Linked DNA regions of Sus scrofa: region 1 is linked to region 2. The links are chromatin contacts, called in public Hi-C maps. All regions are on one chromosome and are shown on one strand. Each heading gives the region's core, a stretch centred on a gene start, on an enhancer-like site or on the middle of the called end of the contact. The rest is flanking DNA. Distances are from core to core; before and after follow the strand shown. Region 1 has its middle 41 kb from the start of C13H21orf59. Region 2 holds the start of EVA1C (protein eva-1 homolog C).

What was found. Hi-C and Micro-C count contacts between places; a contact is called where the count stands out from the background.
Region 1: a Hi-C map of skeletal muscle shows a contact between it and region 2, with 7 times the contacts expected there. The contact joins the enhancer-like site here to the promoter of EVA1C in region 2. A contact is called at or near these places in 8 of 47 Hi-C or Micro-C datasets (embryonic fibroblasts, heart right ventricle, liver and 2 more) and 1 of 2 datasets of contacts at active chromatin or transcription factors (skeletal muscle).

The regions. Positions count from the first base shown.
Region 1 is chr13:196,181,608-196,186,831 of Sscrofa11.1, reverse strand. No RefSeq gene overlaps it. Among named protein-coding and RNA genes, the nearest start is that of C13H21orf59, 41 kb to the left of the region's middle. Within about 2 kb of position 1,656, at least 26 of the 83 cell types and tissues checked have an H3K27ac peak or open chromatin away from gene starts, as enhancers often do. A contact at or near this core is called in embryonic fibroblasts, retroperitoneal adipose tissue and skeletal muscle, where this site is marked.
Region 2 is chr13:196,065,996-196,071,945 of Sscrofa11.1, reverse strand. EVA1C (protein eva-1 homolog C) reads right to left here and starts at 4,303. Exons shown (of 8, transcript XM_021070917.1): 1 at 3,783-4,303. The coding sequence starts at 3,942.

The DNA.
Region 1 (5,224 bases), core at 407-2,906, 120 kb before region 2:
AAACAAAACAAAAAAACCACAAGTGGCAGGGGTGGGGCTAGGAATCTGCATTCTTAGCATGAGCCCCACCCCCCTCCGGGTTCCTGATGGGCAGGTGGGGCCAAGAGGCCTGGCCTGGCCTCTGCCTGGGCTCCCATGAGCCCCTGCTCATCCTTAGGGCCCAGCTCCCGCATATGGGCTCTCTGTTTGCGCTTTCTCAGGATCCCCTCCCTTTGTCCTGATGCATCTGCTCTCCACTCTCTTCCAGCCTTTCCACCTTGACCTTCACCCCAGTGCACTGTCAACCCACTTCCCAGCCCCTCTTTGACTTCCCCCTGGGCTGGGGAAGGGGGGAACAGGGGGTGGGTGGGGGAGGGAGGTCCCCAGCAGGAGATGAGAGGGAGGGAGTGGCGGGAGGTCAGGTGTTTATTCTCCCAGCATCTTCATTTGCCATATGCCATCGCATGGGGTTGGGAGGGCAGTCTCCGACTCTGGCCCCAACCTCCCTTTCCGGTCCTCCCTCCCCTCTGTCCCTCCCTGTGAGGGGCCCATTTGGGGGCAAGGATGGAACACAGCAAGGTCGCAGAAACCACGTCCTCCCTGCTTAAGGATGTGAGACTCCCAACAGGGGGGGACAGAGAGGAGGTAGGATGAGAAAGGTGGGTCAGGGGTCAGTGTCTGAGATCCCAACCCCCACCCCAAGCAGCCACAGCACGGTTCTGAATTTGAACTTGGTCTTCAAGGTCGTCATAAGGGTATATTTGTCAAGGAAGGAAAAAGAATATTTTTATATAACTTTTGGTTTTGGCTCAAGGTATGGAACATGTGGATGCTTGGCTGGTAGGTAACACTCATTTCTACTCTCAGACCCTGCAAATACGAGAGGCAGCCCTAGAGAGTTCTATGCATACATAGGAAAATATCGTTTTATGTAGAATCTTTTTTTTTTTTTACACATTATGATATGTGTTACTTTCCAGTTTGCACTTTTCCTTGACTCACATGACTTTGACTTTTTCATGTTGGTGCATAGCAATTTCCTTTATTTAAAGACACAACGCAAGGCAGCTTTATTCTAATTTTTCCAGAACGGTTGGCATTCTTCCCAAGACATCTTCCATGAGAAAAGAAGTTTTCCACGTGCCTGAGCTGAGTGGCATTTAGCAGGACCCTCTGGGCGGAGGCGAGCCTGGCTCCAGCCCTCTGCTGACAGCACCCGCCTGCTCTCCCAGGATCCAGAGGCTTTACAATCAGAGCAAGCGCTAAGGAAGGAAGTTCGGGAGCTCAGAGCTGGGCGGCGACTCCCCGGGTCTGCACATTCTTCATGGATTCGTAACACATTCTCTCGCGGGTCCATTGTTAGCGAGTTGGGAACATTTTGCGTTTTCTCCTTGAGCGAGGTGGCATGTCATGATTCTACACACGCCTCTAATTGCGGCTCCCTCCCTTCCTCGGAAACTAATGGAGCATTTTCCAGGTCAGATTGGTGTTTAGTCATCTGAACACGAGTCCCCTTCCTCTCGCCGTAATCTTTCCCAGGCTGGATTTTGTCTTTGAAACAATAGGAAATGACAAGGTCTATTTTTCTTTTCTTGAAAGAACTCCCTCCATGGAGTCATGCGTTGGAACGGAGCAAGTCCGGGGAACGAACCTGCACCCCCCGATCGGAAGTGACCAGCTTTCCTGCCTTTGTTCAGCCGAGGCCGGCAGGCTGAGCTCATGATACTGCGGGCAGTTTGCTTCAAAGCAGGAAGGCTGCGTTTTCTCCTCAAGATAAATCCCCCATTGGATTTTTTGTGGGACCCATCTGAAAGAGATGCAGTGAGGCTGCGAGCAATCTCCAGGCAGAGATGGGGAACCTTCCAAAGGGGGGGCTCTGCCAGGCGTCATCATTCAGGCCCTTGACATATATTCGCATCGGAGAAGTTCATTGCCTCTTAAAGCACCCTCGCCAGTCAGTTCCAGGAAGAGCTTTCTAAGAACGTTGTTTAGTTTCTCCAGCAGAAAGTGAAGCTGCGATTTGGTACTTTCTACGATATTAAGACGAATGGGAGAGTGATTGGCAACCTTAAAATTACCAGTCCAAGAGTTCGAGGCCTGGCCGCTGCCCATCCCTGGCCATGGGGCTGCTGAGTATGTTCTGAGTGAGTGGCTGTGGGATGAGAATGCTGAACTCAAACCACTTGATGCAGGTCCCTAGAACTTGTCCCCCCGCCACCCCCCATTTTTTTTTTTTTTAAGGGCCGCACCTGCGGCACATGGAGATTCCCAGGCTAGGGGTCGAATTGGAGCTACAGTGGCCGGCCTATATCACAACCACAGCAACGTAGGATCCAAGCCACGTCTGCGATCTACACCACAGCTTCCGGCAATGCCAGATCCTTAACCCACTGAGCAAGGCCAGGGATCGAACCCGCAACCTCATGATTCCTAGTCGGATTCATTTCCGCTGTGCCACAACGGGAACTCCAGAACTTGTTCCTTTGGAGAAAGAATCCTGCAAAGAGACTGAGGGTTGTGAGGCAAACAAGTGTTTATTAAAAGAGGGGAGAGGGAAGATGGGTGTGGAGAAGGCACTGGTCCAGGCAGGCCGGTGGAGAGAGAGACAGAGACGGAGAGAAAGAGGAAGAGCCACCAACCTGTGCTTTGGAGGCATTTAGATTACTCGTATGGGGCCAGCCCTTCCGGGCTTCCTCTGGCCAATCATCTTTCTTTGTCTGATGCAGGACCCTAGGGTTTTTCTGGAATGTTCCTGGGGGCGCCACTAGCCTGCGGGCTCAGGAGGAAGCAGGGGCTGGCCCATCTAGTTAGCTGCAATGTTCACAGGGAGCAAAGGAAGAGGAATTAACAACAGCAATGGTCCCCAAGGAAGGGATGGTGGCAGCAGCTGCCGCAGGATAAGTGGTCACAGCCAATGTGATAGAGTAAGAGAGTTTCACAGGGAGTTGTAGAGGTCCCAGGAGGGGACCATAGAAAGAGTGGGAAACCTGGGGAATTTTGGGAGATCCCTGGAAGTTAATAATCGCTCAGAAAAGTCGTCAGAGCAGTGAGTTCCCGCTCTGGCGCGATGGGATCAGTAGTGTCTTGAGAGCAATGGGATGCAGGCCAGCCCAGCACGGTGGGTAAAGGATCCGGCGTTGCTGCAGCTGTGGCTTAGATGGAAACTGCAACTCGAATCTGATCCCTGGCTGGGGAACTCCACATGCCACTGGGCAGTCAAAAAAGAGAAGAAAAAAAAAAAAAAAAAAGGAAAGAAAGCCATCAGAACATTATAGAGGGAGTTTCTGTTGTGGCGCAGCGGAAACGAATCTGACTAGTATCCCTGAGGATGCGGGTTCGATCCCTGGCCTCCCTCAGTAGGTTGAGCTTGAGCTGTGGTGTAGTTTGCAGACGTGGCTCACTCAGATCCCAAGTTGCTGTGGCTGTGGCGCAGGCCAGCAGCTGGAGCTCCAATTCGACCTTAGCCTGGGAACTTCCATATGCCATGCATGCGGCCCTAAAAAAAGGCAAGAAAAAAAAAAAAAGAGCATCCTAGAGCGAAGCAGCCTTGCTTAACTATAAAACCGTAAATAAAAGCACAAGATATGCCTCAGGTCATTAAGTGAGAGATGAGAGATTCACCACTTAATGAGAGAGAAAACGAGGCCTGATTTCAAGTTCAGCAAGACAATGATCCTTAGGACCAAGGATGGGAATTGAAGGGAAAGATGACATTTCCCGAGTAGGAGACCCTCACTGTACAGAAACCCGACCTGATTCAACATAGTTTAGCATCTGTTACCGCCCTTCCGCTGATGTGAATACGCGCCCTGACAGTCCTAGTTTGATCTCATAGGGCCCAATACTCTCTTACCGGATACGAAGGAGAAGCTAATGACTTGTAAGCCTGATGTCCACTCAAAGACAAGGGAGGAGGCAGTCTTTTCTCCTCCCCACTTTCCTTGGATGATAAAACTGTAGCCCACCTAATCCTTAGGGCAGAGCCTCCTTCCCTGCCTGCTTACATCTCTCACAGGCATCCTATCTTTTTTTTTTTTTAATTTATTTATTTATTTTTCCGCTGTACAGCATGGGGGCCAAGGCACACTTACATGTGTACATTTTTTCCCACCTTTTGTTCTGTTACAATATAAGTATGTAGACATAGTTCTCAATGCTACTCAGCAGGATCTCATTGTAAATCCATTCCAAGTTGTATCCGATAATCCCAAGCTCCCAATCCCTCCCACTCCCTCCCTCTCCCCGGGGGTGGCCACAAGTCTATTCTCCAGGTCCATGATTTTCTTTTCTGTGGAAATGTTCATTTGTGCTGTATATTAGATTCCAGTTATAAGTGATACCATATAGTATTTGTCTTTCTCTTTCTGACTTATTTCACTCAGTATGAGAGTTTCTAGTTTCATCCATGTTGCTATAAATGGTATTATGTCGTTCTTTTTTATGGCTGAGTAGTATTCCATTGTGTATATATACCACATCTTCCTAATCCAATCATCTGTCTGATGGACATTTAGGTTGTTTCCATGTCTTGGCTATTGAAGCATCCTATCTTAATAAATCTATTTCTTACCTATCACTTTGTCTCTGGCTGAATTCCTTCTGCTTTGAGACACAAAGAACCTGAAGCTCAGTAAGTCCAGACACAAGGTGAGTGATTCTAATTAAAACGAAAAACAAAAAACCTGGGAGTTCCGGTTGTGGCTCAGTGGGTTAAGAATCCGACTAGTATCCATGAGAGGTGGGTATGATCGCTGGCCTCGATCAGTGGGTTAAGGATTCAGCATTGCTGCCAGCTGCATCGTAGGTCACAGATACGGCTTGGATCCCGAGTTGCTGGGGCTGTGGTGTAAGCAGCTCTGATTCACTCCTTGGCCCGGGAACTTCCATATGCCATCAGTGCAGCCCTAAAACAGAAAAAATCAATGAATGAATGAGTGAATGAATGAATGAATGAAAAAACCGTGGTTCGAGTCTCAATCTGGATTTAGGCTGTGTTCGAGTCAGAGGTGTTTTGGCTTCAAAAGGGCCTCCTGTGTGCTATGTGCAGACCTGGAGCCACGGCTCCGCAGGGCTTAGTGCCCACAGAGGTTGGGCTGCACCAAGGCAGGAGAGGAGGACCGAACCCCCAGGGTTTGGAGACTGAGGACATGTGGGGGTGTCCCCAGGAGGGAGAGTCGAGGTAGGAGCAGATGGCATCTTTGTCCCATATTCCTGTGCCTGCATTTGGATCCAATTGCCCCATTGG
Region 2 (5,950 bases), core at 3,054-5,553:
AGAACGACCATTTTTCTACATTCAGAAATTCTTGGTCAATGAAATAAGGAGCTAGGCTCAGTTTGAGTCACTGGGCTGCAAATGATCTGATCACAAGCCCCAGTTCTTGGGCTACTGAAGGCAGGGTGAGAGGGTAGGACCTCTGCCCAGAGACCCCCTCCCACAATGCAGTGCCCTTTACTGACATCTGGGGACACTTTAGTAAAAGGAAGGCCTTAAAAGCTGCCCCAGGTCCCTGTTTCTCATCACCTTTCCTTTCTGCTTCCCACACTCACCACTACGTGCTCCAGGGTAAAACCAAATGTGTAAACATATGGTCGCGACCACTTTGTCAAAAGCCAGGAGTTTTCTAGGGATCCAAGTGGGAACTTGATGAATTTTCCATCCTTTCCTCTCCTCCCTCCCCATTAGCCCATCAATCACCTTGAACTTCTTAGAGAAGAAAGAAAAGACAGAAAAAACAAAACAGAAGAGAGAAAGCGAAGGGCAGAGAGAGAAGACTGATTCTTGCTCTCAGCGGAGAGTAAAAAAGGAACAAGCCTTGCGGGATGTGGCAAAGCAAGTTCAGAGACACTGAAACATCACTCTTTAAAGCAGGACCAAAAGAGGATCCTTAGCTTTTTAAGGCTGGAACCAGAAAGGCACCTCTCCCTCCCCTCTACCCTCGCCCCTCCCTTGTTCTTTGAACAAAGATGATGCTGATATTATATTTCTATTTAAAAAAAATCAATGATCCGTTTGGACCTCTCAGGCCAAATCCTCAATTTGGGAATGCAGTCAAAAGAACAGAACAGATCCCAAGGAGGAAAATGGGTGAAAGCCAAGTGCATTCAAGTTTGGGATTAAGGATCAGAGGCACTAATTTTGTATGAACTGTTCTGGCCTTCCTGGGATGCGTTTTTAATGCAGTGATGATAGCCTTCCAGTGGCCGCTGGCAGCATCTCAATGTCTTCAGGGAGGAGAGGGAAGGGGGTGTTTAGGGAGCCTGTTTCCTGGCCGGCTTGTAGGTGATTAGCACCAGTCACGAGCCTGTGGAGGAGGAGGAGGAGTCTCTGATGCAGCCCCTGGCTGATTAAGAGTGAGATTTGATGCTGGAATCCCCGGGGCAAAAAAAAAAAAAAAAAAAAAAAAAAAAAATCAATGACCCAGGAAAACTACACCAGCTGACAGCCTCAGAAAAAGGTTCAAGGAATAACTGCAAAGAAGAGAGAAAGGCTTAAGTAACTTTCCAAAAACTCTGCACTGCTAATCTCCCAGGAGGCCCTACAGTGCACAGACAATGGCTGGGACCTCTTTCCTTCTGGCACTTTCTTTCACCTGGATTCACCATCCTTCTTCACGAAGATTGAAGGGGGTCCCAAGTTCCCTCCACCCTCCCTCTGTCTCGGTTTTTGATGTTTCCTTGTTTAGAAAAGTAAGCAAGTAACTGCATGGTCAGATGCTGCTCTCCAGTGCTCAGCTATTGCCATCAAGCTCCACGGGGGAGGGTCCGCTGTCTCTTTATAGGCACTGATTTCTACACAGCCCTCCAAGTTCATAAAAAGGAACAGGACCGCTTGTCCCCAGGAAAACAGGGCATCAGGCTCTGAGGCCACAGGGATGGGAGAGGGGTGGGCTGGAGTGGGGAGTCACGTGATCAAGAGCCACTGCTTCAACTAAAACATTCAAGGGAACACTCAGACTGTCATCTTCAGAGCACAGGAATTTTCCTGGATGCTGTATGTCACATGGTAAGGGGATCTCTACAGGTCAATTAAGTCTCAAGTCAAATCAATCAACTTCGGAAGACTTCATCTTTCTCCTCAGTTGAGCCTTTTCTGACATTTTCCGAATGCCACACAAAGAATTTCCATCTAGACATGTCTGTGATTTAAGAGGTTATTTTTCTTTCGCTCTCCCCAAGAGGCTCCCTGACACTTTCTCCCTGATCTTCAGATCTCCAGAGTAAGGCTGACCAGAGGAAAAATGGGAGCTCCTTGTGGCTAGATCTGGCAATATCACCTCCCATCAAACACTGGCTCGGGGAGTTTTAAACCCTGGAATGTAGGTTCCCATTGAAAGCAGAAGAAAATTCCTCTTATCATTTATTCATGTAGAAAACCATGTACGAAAACAGCTATTTCCCAGGACAGAGCATCCCAGTTTGATAACTCAAGTTTCACCCTCTGTAACAACAGTTGCTGCATACAGACAATCCCAGGCTGGGGTGGTAACCTGCAGCCTGCTTCAAGGATTGTAACTGCTTCACTAAAGAAACAAACGCTAAGGGTCTATAATCTGTGAAAACAATCTAATGGTTACACCGCAATTTACCTCAAGCAATATTTGTTCAGTTACAATGATGTCACAAAAGAAGGGCTTGTCGGCTTTCAGTTCTTTGCTTAACAATATTCAGAGCCTGATGGTGGCTGAATTCAGCACTGCTTTCTATAGCTTACATCAGCAAAGACAGAACTTTTCTAGCAGCCAAGAAAGTTCTCTTACAAAAAATCAAAAGTCGATAGCACTTGAAATTCAGCATTTCCCAGCACATTTACCACAATGCTCTAACCCTCTGGTGCTGGATTTTAAGGACCACAGTTTCCTTGCCAAACAGGCATATCTTGGCTTCTTTTGCTAGGTAGAAACACTGCCTTGATATTAAATATTCAAAGCAAAGAACCTCTGACCCAAGGGCTCTCAGCTAACAATGACATTCTCTGTAAGTAAACTAGAAACCCAACTCAGCTCTGCTTTGCCAGGGTCCCCTGCCATGTAGGAGTCTACCGCACCAATAGGGCTGAGGAGTGACCATGATTATATTGCAAAAGACCCTGAGGCAGGGATACAGGAGCATGGACTTGGCAGAAGATGCTGGAGAAGGGGGAGCGTGGGGTTCAGGGCTGCTTCCTGGGCTGGGAAGGGGTGAGGAAAGGGTGAAAGGCCTCCAACCTGGCCAGGGGGAAACCCAGGTCTGATACAGGGACCTTGTTGGGCTAAGCAAGCCCGGCTGTAAAAATTCAGCTCCTATAGCCCTCATCAACCCAGAAACTTCTCTCACTTTGCAGCACCACACCTACCATCCCAGAACTGACCGAGATCAGCTGCCGGGGCCCTTGGTCCCAGTCACCAAAAAGAAAAACCTCACCCATTACTGGGGGGTGGGGGGGAGGTCGTTATTTTTGGTTAAGGCATTGGGGCTGCCAGGGGCAGATGCTGGTACTTTTGGTTAGTGAAGAGAGGTTACCGAGTCTCCTCTCTGTTCTGTAAGCTTCTAACTCATCTCCCACTGCATCTCCACCAGACCTCCCAGCCCGTGTCCGTATAGACTTCAGGTCAAGGGTCTCCTGGGCTGGTCTCCTTACATGGGCACCCGAGAGGCTGGTCGGGGCACACTCAGACTATGCGGATGGCAAACCAAGTGCAACGTGAACCAACACGTGTACCAACAGCGCCAAGAGGGGCACAGGTCTCAGCTTATCAACTTAAGGAGCTACCAGCGGACCCTCACCCATCAGAGCCGGGTCCTGCCACTGGGAAAGTGACGAGGTCAACTCACTGGAAGAGAAACTCCAAACACCATATGGACCCTTCCTTCGGGGGTGGGGCATCCCCTGCTGCCACCCCACACGCAGCTACATATACTAAGGTTTCACACTGGGCAAGAAAACCAGCTTTGATTGCGCCCCAACTTTAAACCAACCCGGCCTTGACCCCTCGGGCGTCCGCCCCCCTTCAACCTAGGGTTCAGCTGGGTGCACGGCGGCGCCGGGGGCACACAGGGAGGGAGGTCGATTCTTACCGGAGAAGTCCGTGAGCGCTGAGATCTCTTTGGAGCAGACCAGGACAGTGCAGTAGAAGAGGCGCAGCAGCTGCCCGGGCGGCTCTACCTGCCTGCGGAGGCCGGGATGCTGTGCGGGCTGGGGCGCGGGCAGTGGGCGCGCATGTCCCGGCAGAAGCATGGTGCGCAGCGCGAAGGAGCGCGAGCGCGGGCCAGGGGCGCGCCGGGGGTCGCTGGGCGGAGGGCAGCGTCACATGGCAGGACGAGTCGGTAGCCGGCGGATCCGCGGCCCCCTGCCACCTCCTGGCCCAGGCTGCCAGAGCCTCCTCCCCGGCGCGGGCCGGCACCGGCTCCCCAGCAGAGAGGAGGGGGCGGAGAACTGGGGCGGGGCCACGAGCCCCGGGAAGGATCCGCGTAGTTTCCCCGAGAGGAAATCTCCGCTGCGGCCGCGCGGGAGGAAACGAGGGCGGGGGGCGAAGGGAAAGTGTAGCCTCTCACGCTCCGAGGCTGCGGAGGCTGGTCCCTGGCGCGCCGCCCGCCGCAGAGGGCGCCCCCAGCAGCGCGCCGCGAGCCGCGCAACTTGAGCGCCCTTCCCGCCCGGGTCCCCGCCCCGAGACGGTCCGGCACCCCCGGCCGGGCCCGCTGGCCCCGTGCCAGCCTCGCCCTGGCCGCTGGAGGAGCGCGGCCGGTGCCGGTGACGCACTTTGGAGCCAGCGCTGCGCGTAGAGCCCCGTCGCCCCGGGGCGGGGCCGAGGCCGAGGTGGGGGCCGCGGGACGGTGGGGACCCGGAGGTGTGGAACTCAGCATTGACGTCTTTGCGACCTGCAGCGCTCCACGTGCCGAATCGCCAGGCTCGCACAGTTATCCCCATTTCACAGAAGAGGAGACTGAGACTCAGAGCATTGCTAAGTCTTAGGCAGCCAGGACGGGAACCATCGCGGGGCAGGCATTGTTCTCTGGATCAGGCGGCTCCAGAGCCGATTTCTTTTTGCTGCAACTGTTTTCTTTTGCGTATTGGTTGTCCGCCGCGCTCAGGGGATCTGACACTGGACCGGCACAAACAGCCGCCGAAAGCTAATAATTGGGCTTTGTTTTAAAATGGGCCACAGCATCTTTCTGAACCTCTCGATTACGCGCGGTGTAACCCACGTTTGGACACCCAGCCCGAAGAGGAGGAGCAGATTGCAGAGCCTGGCTTCGGGGGAACCGAAGACAAGTGCGTGGGGTGGGGGGGGAAATGCCGGCTGTGGTCCCTGGGGTCCACCGACCCAAACCGGCGGATTACGCGGGGCGTCCGGGCCAGGCGGCGCCGGCGGGAGGGAGGAGAGCCGGGCCGGCGGGCGCTGGGCACAAAGTGTTCCGGAACACCGCGGGAGGGCCTGCCAAGTTCTCGGCAGGCTTGACGCGGAAATGTAGATAATGAGGCCCAAGGGCGGGACCAGGCACAGTGCGCCCGCAGGCTCCGTCCGAACTGCCCCGCGTACGCCGCAGAAGGAGGCGCGGAGGCCTGGAGAAAGAAAACCGAGACTCGCTGGCCTACCTGTAGGACCCTCTTAGAGGCCGGCCGCAGGGATCGTGGAGGACCGGATGTCATAGGGTCCCACCTAGTGCTCCAGGGTCCCCGGGGCAGGGTGGGGGGAACTGAGATGCCGGCCCCTTCTTCCCTGTCTTGGGAATGGGAGTGGGAATGGGGGGATGCAAAGATCAGTATTTGTTCGTAGGACCCAGCCTGCCAAACACAATGATTTTTTAAAATCTACATTAAAGTACTCAACCTTCTCAATAACCCTTGGATGTAAGTATTCCTGCCTACTTTCTAGGTCTCTGAAACTGAGGCAAGGAGGGTGGGTAAGGATGCCTGGCACTTAAAAGCCGTTCGGTAAGGGACGTTTGCTCAAAACTCAGTTCCCTTACATTCTTTCCATTCCGTTCATTTACTTCAGATGTGAATTCGGTACCCCTGTGTGCCAGATCCTCTGCTGGGAACTGGGAGTGCTGGCACCAGAAGGGAACCAGGCTCCCTCAGGCCTAGGGGCTGCCACCAACTGTCCCATAGGGATGCACAGGCTTCCAGATGCCTGTGGGAGCACTGCTGCTGTGACAGCATCCCCTGGCTTCCTTATCTGTAAATGTCCCAGGCTCACTGTGTGGATTTAATGAGTTGATACGGGTGACATGGGTAGGACTGG